Linked DNA regions of Pan troglodytes: region 1 is linked to region 2. Evidence: chromatin contacts called from public Hi-C data. All regions are on one chromosome and are shown on one strand. The core of a region is the stretch at or near the end of the contact, and the rest is flanking DNA. Distances in the headings are between cores, read along the strand shown. Region 1 holds the start of TEX264 (testis expressed 264, ER-phagy receptor). Region 2 holds the start of RBM15B (RNA binding motif protein 15B).

Region 1 (3,694 bases), core at 468-2,967, 280 kb after region 2:
TTGTAGAGTAGGCTGCTGCCTCCTGGTGGCCAGCCGCTGCCTTGCAGGGATCCTGCCAAGGGACTTCACTTGGCACTGTTGGAAGCAGCCTGAGGTGAAGCTGGGCAGGCTGATGTCATGGCCTGCAGCCCCAGTCACCAGCGGACTCTCCTCCCACAAAAGAGGTGCTGAAGCTCCTGAGGCACATGTTGAACTCTGATGTGGGGCTCTAGAGTTCCCCAATCAGGCTAAGGGAAGTGAGCAGAGAGAACAAGATAAAGAATGGGCACTTCTTTATAATGGTTTCCTGGGAAAAGCTCACCACCTTCTGAGAAGCAGGAGAAATGACCACGCAGACCCTGCAGGCAGAGGCTGTCAATCTCTGAGCCCGGGCCATGGCTGCTCCTGTGTCAAAGGAAATGCTACCAAGTGTGTAGCCCGCCTGCCTGGGGCACCTAAGCTGGGGGTTTGACCGTGTGCTTGATGTTCATAGGTAAAACAACTGCTGCGACCTGCACTGGCCCAGCCCAGAGTGCCTGTGAGGGGCCAGCTGCCTGTTCTGCCAGTTTGCCTAGAGGGCTGGGACAGGCTTGGCCCTGTGGATAAGGTTCAAACTCCCCTGCCTGCGGAAGGAAGAATGTGAAGCAGAGGGAAAGGAAGCTGGGATTTTGACTGTCTCTGTGTGCACAGCCTGCTCTTTGCTGGTGCAGTAGTGGGATCCACAAGGTGAACCACCCTGTGACTGCTGACTTTTCCCACCACCACCTTCGTGGTGTTCCCATCTGCTGGATCCCCTCCCAAACATCAGTCCTTGTCAGGATACCAAAGTAGCTCTTGGCCTCGCCGGTCTTGTAGCCAAGCTTATGAGCATAGTTGTCACCTTCCCCACCTCCCACCAAAAGTCCGGGATTTTCACGAGGGGAGCATTTTATCTTTGGGCCCCTAGAAGAGTGCTTTGTAGTTTGTAGGTCCTCAGAAATTTGAGGTGAAGATTGAACCAATCATCAAGGAGCTTACACTTGACGTGGGAATCACGTAAGTTACCGCTAAACCACAAAGGTAGACCAGCCTCCCCCAGCCACAACCTGGGCACTGAGGGAGGAGCCTGGAAGAAGGGCATTCCCATGGAACGTGAACTCCAGGAGGGCAGAACCTTGGTTTTGTTCACTCTATCTCCAGCCCCTAGAACTGTCCTGGCAAGGAGTAATAATAAGTGTTGGATGGATGAATATACTCACGGAAGTGGGAATGGGTGGGTGGAGGCAGGAAGCAGATATTTGCGCTATGCAGAAGTTGGATCCACCAGTTTCTTCCGCGAGCCCAGACTGGGCTTCAGCTTCCTCACCTATGCCTTTCTTGGTTCCCAAGTCTGTTGCGAAGCCACAGTGAGAGAAAGTGGCAGGACTAAAGGTGGTACAAATGCCAGAGGCTGATACTGCTGTGCTGCGCCTCCCTAGGCTGTACAAATTCTCCTCAGCCCCAGCTCCCTGGTCCCCAGCCTGGCCCTCTACTGCGGGCCACTGGGCTGCCTCCCGTACCCGAGCCTGGGCCAGGCTGTCACTGTGGTGCTCCTGCCAACCCAGATGCCCTGGGGTGTTGCTAAATCAACCTCAGCAACCGGATAGTTTGTTGGAGGCGGGAAGGTACGCCGTGGGTTCCGCCGCAGCCAGCGCTGGGGCTAGGCACACGCCCGTTGCCATGGAGACGGGGCGGGGCAGGCCTCCGCCCTCCGGGTCCCGCGCGCACGCGCCCACGGCCACGGCCATGTCCCGCCGCGAGAGGGGGCGGAGCGAGCGTGCGCGGCGGGCGCGCGCAGGCTCCGTAACCGAACCCTGAGCCGCCTGCGCGGATCGGCGTCCGCAGCGGGCGGCTGCTGAGGTGAGGGCCGGGCCAGAGGAGAGGCATACCCGCTGGGGCGTAGGTCTGGGACTCCCCCTGTCCGCCCTGGCGCGACCTCAGGACTCTCCGTGTCCCCTCCGTGACCCCCGCGGCCCGGGCCGCTCTTTGCATCTTGTCTTGCCCACAGCTGGCCTCGGCCAGGTCCGAGGGCCTGGATGCGACCTTGGGGCAGCCCCTACTCTTCCGGGCAGCCCACTTCCGCGGCCACCGGTGCAGGGCATGCCCCGGGGCCGTGGAGGTGAGGGAAAGAGGCGCGAGTCGCGTTTTAACTCCGCCCCCGTCCCCCAAGGCCGCGCCTCGCAGCCTGGGCTGCAAACTTTAGCGTCCTTTAAGTTACAGACGTGCGTGGGACTCCGTGAGGAGGTGGGCGAAGAGAAAGGCTCTGAGTAAATAGGCAAGGCCCGGGGTGAGCAGGGGCTGGAATCCGAAAGTGGGAGGCGGCGGCCCCCCACCCTCCATAGTCCTTCCGCCCTCTGCTAGCACCGAAGTTTAGCCCAGGACGGGGGCCGTTTAAGGGCCCGGCCCTCCGCCGCCGCGCACGTGAGCGGCACCAGGAAGCTGGCTGGGCGCAGCCTTCCCTGAGGCTCGCCGGCACCGGCCGCACGCGTCCATCCCGGGCCTCTGAGCGGAGGGGGAACCGAGGCTAGAGGGAGGGCGCAGTCTGCCCAAGGTCAGCGGCAGCGGCAGTTTCTGGGCGCCAAGTGTGGTTGGAGTCCTCCAGGAAGAGGGGCGTGACCAGAGCTCTAGCGAAGAGACCTGACATTGTAAAGCTAGGTTTGGCTTCTGATTTCCACAAGGGGTTTGAGAATGGGACGAGGGTGCTTTAGAGGGACCGGTAGGCTTTCCCTGAGGAGGGTAATCAGGGCATGATGGTTGGCTCAGTGGTTATTTCCTGGGCAGGGGTGACTGTTCTTTCAGCTCCCAGCACTGGAGCGCTCGGCCGCTGCCGCACTGGATGCCAGCAGTTACTAAAAGTGAGCCTGGCATTTCAGGTGAGCTCCCAGACCTTCTTCCTTTTCTCTTGAATATAGGGGAAATTCACGTTACCTCTCCACGTGCCGACCAAGGCTCTGAGACCCCCAGGTGGGTTTTCTCCCCCCCCCCCCCCCCCCCCCCGTTTTCTGAGCAGTTTGGGAAGTGAGAGGAAGAGAAAGGTAGATACTAAGTTTTCTTGAGGAGACAGGAAGTGTTCAGCTGAGATGGCAGATCAGGGTGAGGGCTTGTCATTCCCAAGGCAAGTGGGGGCCTAGATGCTGAGAGTTTTCCAGCTTTGGGCTCAGAGATGTCCAACAAGGATTTAATGCTTCAGCCGTTTTGGAAGCCAGTCACCAGAGAGGAGAGAGAAAGTGGAAATGAGGGGCTGGAGTCAGACTGTCTGGGCTTGTGTTGCCTGCATTTTGGTCCACGTGGCTCTGTTTAATACCTGTGTTACCTTGGGCAAGTCTCTTAACCTCTAACTACTTGAACCTTTAGCCTTACCTACCTCTTTGGATTGCTTTGAGGGTGAATGAAGTAGCTGTGTTTCAACATTTAGACAGTGCCTGGCGTATAGTAAGCATTCAGTGGAAGATTTCTCATCATTATCAAAGAAAATTGGAATGAAAGTTACTGGAGACAAGATGAGTAGGACAGGCAGAAAAGAGAGAGATACTGATGGGTAGAAGCACAGATGGGTGAGACTAGTGGGCAACACCTCAATTTCTTGACACCAAAAGTTTAGAAATTTACTTTGCCTCTTTGTGAGCAAATACTGTGTGCTCATTGACTCCAAAGACAATTTTTTTTTAGCGTAAAATCAACACCCAGCACCCACAGG
Region 2 (4,057 bases), core at 1,523-4,022:
ATGGAGAGTAAGTTCCTAACTCAAGGGCCTGAGCAGGGCTGCTCTTTGTCACCAGCCTGGAGTTGTTAGTATGTGGTGACTATGTCAGAGGCACTTGGAAGATGGGAACCACGTTTCTCCTATAAGGACAGTGTGGCCTCTGTCCCTATCCTTGTTCACGCTGCATATCTGTAGTAGACATAATATGTGGCCAGCCTTCCTGGTGAAGAGGCTAGTTCCCTCTTGTGGGGGCAGTAGGCACTGACATGCCTGTAAATGTGTCTGGAAACGTCTCTTCCTCTGAAACCAGTAGGGCTGGTTTGGCCGTTCAGGGAGTGACATATTCTGGGACTACTGGGCGACTGCAGGTGCTCCACCCAGCCAGTGACTCTCCCTGCTCTCTCCTCCAGACAAGCAGATCGACCTGAGCACAGTGGACCTGAAGAAGCTCCGAGTTAAAGAGCTGAAGAAGATTCTGGATGACTGGGGGGAGACATGCAAAGGCTGTGCAGAAAAGTCTGACTACATCCGGAAGATAAATGAACTGATGCCTAAATATGCCCCCAAGGCAGCCAGTGCACGGACCGATTTGTAGTCTGCTCAATCTCTGTTGCACCTGAGGGGGAAAAAACAGTTCAACTGCTTACTCCCAAAACAGCCTTTTTGTAATTTATTTTTTAAGTGGGCTCCTGACAATACTGTATCAGATGTGAAGCCTGGAGCTTTCCTGATGATGCTGGCCCTACAGTACCCCCATGAGGGGATTCCCTTCCTTCTGTTGCTGGTGTACTCTAGGACTTCAAAGTGTGTCTGGGATTTTTTTATTAAAGAAAAAAAATTTCTAGCTGTCCTTGCAGAATTATAGTGAATACCAAAATGGGGTTTTGCCCCAGGAGGCTCCTACCAGTTTCTGCTTTCCCGTTGCAGAGTTTGGGGGGTTATTCATTCCCATTTATCTCTCAACCCACCAGTGCTGAAAATACCAGAGCAGGACATAGGGGCTGGGGCCAGCTGATGTGTGTGGGTGTGTGCCACTAGAGGGCAGCAGGCACTCAGCAGAAAGGAGGTGGCAGGGGCGGGGGGTGCTGCGCTTGATACCCTGCCCCTTGATACAGTATCTGTCTTACCCACCCAAGAGAGCTGGAGGCCACAGCTCTAGGAGGAGTGAGTCTGGAATACATTGGAGGGCCTTATATTGTGGCTCAGTACAAGCAAGACAGGGTGTCTGGAGTGTGGTTTTCCACAAGGATATCTTCAATCAGTGCACTTCAGCACTGACATCTCTATAAAGATGCTGTTGGCCTGGCCACCTACTTGCTCTTTTGTCCATTCCAAGCCTCTGATGTCTGTTCCAGTTTTTGCAAGTCTGGCAGGAGTCAGCTTATACAAAGAGGGAGTGGGAAGCTGCCTTTTGCCTTTGTTTACCCTAGATTAGTCTTAACAGTTGAGGTCCAGGGTTTTGCTGGAGTCTGCTTCTTAAGCCACTCTCTGTGGCACTGGTGCTTAGGAAACCCAGTTGTTGGTGTGAGCTGTGGCTCAATGAAGACACCTGTAGAAACCACCTGAAAGGACGGACTAAGAACCAGTGCTTTCCAAGTAATTGCTCTTGCCTCAGATCACTTCACTTGTGTCTCCTAAGCTCAGTTTGCCTGTAGGAGGCCTTGCTGCTGTGGAACCCATTGCTTTCTTCCAAGACCTTTCCCCCTGCACCTGCCTGAGCTACTCCAGGAGCTGCTTTCTCATTGTGCGAAGAGGGCATGACTTGGTCTGCTCTTCCCCATCGCAAGGATTCTGTGCCGGAAATTGGGTCAGGTTCTACCATGGCTCCAGCAACTGTCCTTGGAGAATGAAAGCTTCCTCAATGGGCTTGAGCACCTGGGCACCCTTTCCCTCACCTCAGCTGGGGAGAAGAGGTCGTCCTGAAGGTGATGAACAGGAGGGTACTGGCCAGCGAGGGGTCAGCGTGGCAAGCTGTGATAACTGCTGGCACTATCTGTGCATATGGCCTCTTCATCCTTGGCTCTTACGGCCCTACCTTTCCAGCCTATCTGCCCAGATGCCCACAGAAGAGGGTGGGACCCAAGAGTGGCGTTAAAGAGTCTATTCCAACTCCATCAACTGCAACTGCAGGCTTGTCTCTGCTTTCGGTTTTTACCTGCGTGACAGCAATTGTCCTCACGGCCTTTTCGGGGACTGCTGCAGGTGAACCTGCACGTGGAGAATGCGCAGAATGTGGGCCTTGGGTCCTGGACAGGGTCTAAGGATAGGCATGCATTAGTCCTTGGCGCTGTCAACGCCGGATCCCAGGCAGGAGATGCCAACGAGGGTGATGTGGGGTTTGCTCAAGCCTAGTCCTAGGACTGAGGGGATACTACATAAAGAGACCACTGACTGGGTCAATGCCCCAGGTCCCAACGGCCATGGAAGCTGCCACTCCTGCTCCAATCAGCGCGGGCTCCAGTGCTTGCAAGAGGAGATAGCTGGACCCAGAGCGGCAAAGCACGGCTGGGAGCACAAAGCGTTAGGTCGTCTCGCCGGCCTCTCAGGGTTCACTACACTCCGCGTAGCCTCAAGCATCGGCCATGCGGGCCGCGCGGTGGCGCCAGAGCGCGCGGCCCGGGCCCACTCACCCAGCACTCACAGGGTCACATGGCACTGGGCGACGCAGCGCGATGACGCAGGCCCGGCGCGGGTCTTGCTCCGCCCGCCGCAGAGTCACGTGGCAGGACGGCGCACCTTGATAACGCAATGCCCGGCCCCTCGGCGCCGCTCCCGCCCCGCCCCGCCGCCACCGCCGCGCCGAGTCCTTTTGTCCAAGATGGCGGCGCCGGGGGCGCTGCCTCCTCGGCCGCCGCCTCCGCCGCCGCCGCTGCTGTGAGAAACCTACGGGCCGCCCGCCCGCCGCGCCAGCGCCATGAAGCGGCAGAGCGAGCGAGACTCTAGCCCGAGCGGGCGCGGCTCGTCATCGTCGGCCAAGCGTCCGCGGGAGCGCGAACGGGAGGCGGAGGCGGGCGGGCGGCGGGCGGCGCACAAGGCCTCTGGCGGCGCCAAGCACCCGGTTCCAGCGCGGGCCCGCGACAAACCCCGCGGCAGCGGAAGCGGCGGGGGCGGGCATCGCGACGGCCGCGGCACCGGGGACGCGAATCACCGCGCGAGTAGCGGGCGCTCCTCGGGCTCCGGCGCTGGCGGCGGGGGACGCGGCGGCAAGGCCTCGGGGGACCCGGGCGCCTCCGGCATGTCGCCCCGCGCGTCTCCTCTGCCGCCGCCTCCGCCACCGCCTGGGGCCGAGCCCGCGTGTCCCGGCTCATCCGCGGCCGCGCCTGAGTACAAGACGTTGCTCATCAGCAGCTTGAGCCCCGCGCTGCCCGCCGAGCACCTCGAGGACCGGCTCTTCCACCAGTTCAAGCGCTTCGGCGAGATCAGCCTCCGCCTGTCGCACACGCCTGAGCTGGGCCGTGTGGCCTACGTGAATTTCCGGCACCCACAGGACGCACGCGAGGCCCGCCAGCACGCCCTGGCCCGGCAGCTGCTGCTCTACGACCGCCCGCTCAAGGTAGAGCCCGTGTACCTGCGTGGCGGCGGCGGGAGCAGTCGGCGAAGTAGCAGCAGCAGCGCCGCCGCTTCCACGCCTCCCCCAGGGCCGCCCGCGCCCGCCGACCCGCTCGGCTACCTCCCGCTACACGGAGGCTACCAGTATAAGCAGCGCTCGCTGTCCCCCGTCGCTGCCCCGCCCCTGCGGGAGCCCCGTGCCCGTCACGCCGCCGCAGCCTTCGCCCTGGATGCCGCTGCTGCCGCCGCCGTGGGACTGTCCCGGGAGCGGGCCCTGGACTACTACGGGCTGTACGACGACCGTGGGCGCCCCTATGGCTACCCAGCTGTGTGTGAGGAGGACCTGATGCCCGAGGATGACCAGCGGGCCACGCGCAACCTCTTCATTGGTAACCTGGACCACAGCGTATCTGAGGTGGAGCTGCGAAGGGCCTTCGAGAAATATGGCATCATCGAGGAGGTGGTCATCAAGAGGCCTGCCCGTGGCCAGGGCGGTGCCTATGCCTTCCTCAAGTTCCAGAACCTGGAC

The links. A called contact is a pair of places that touch in the nucleus more often than the background predicts.
Region 1: a contact with region 2 is called in a Hi-C map of stem cell-derived neural progenitor cells, with 5 times the contacts expected there. The contact joins the promoter of TEX264 here to the promoter of RBM15B in region 2. A contact is called at or near these places in 1 of 7 Hi-C or Micro-C datasets (stem cell-derived neural progenitor cells) and 1 of 1 datasets of contacts at active chromatin or transcription factors (stem cell-derived excitatory neurons).

The regions. Positions count from the first base shown.
Region 1 is chr2:55,704,446-55,708,139 of NHGRI_mPanTro3-v2.0_pri, forward strand. It overlaps TEX264 (testis expressed 264, ER-phagy receptor), which reads left to right and starts at 1,718. Exons shown (of 5, transcript XM_016941188.3): 1 at 1,718-1,857. It overlaps LOC107970649 (a long non-coding RNA gene), which reads right to left and starts at 1,690. Exons shown (of 2, transcript XR_001713350.4): 1 at 1,218-1,690; 2 at 1-227.
Region 2 is chr2:55,421,998-55,426,054 of NHGRI_mPanTro3-v2.0_pri, forward strand. RBM15B (RNA binding motif protein 15B) reads left to right here and starts at 2,773. Exons shown (of 1, transcript XM_516489.8): 1 at 2,773-4,057. The coding sequence starts at 2,894. It overlaps MANF (mesencephalic astrocyte derived neurotrophic factor), which reads left to right. Exons shown (of 4, transcript XM_001169644.8): 4 at 390-829. The coding sequence ends at 574.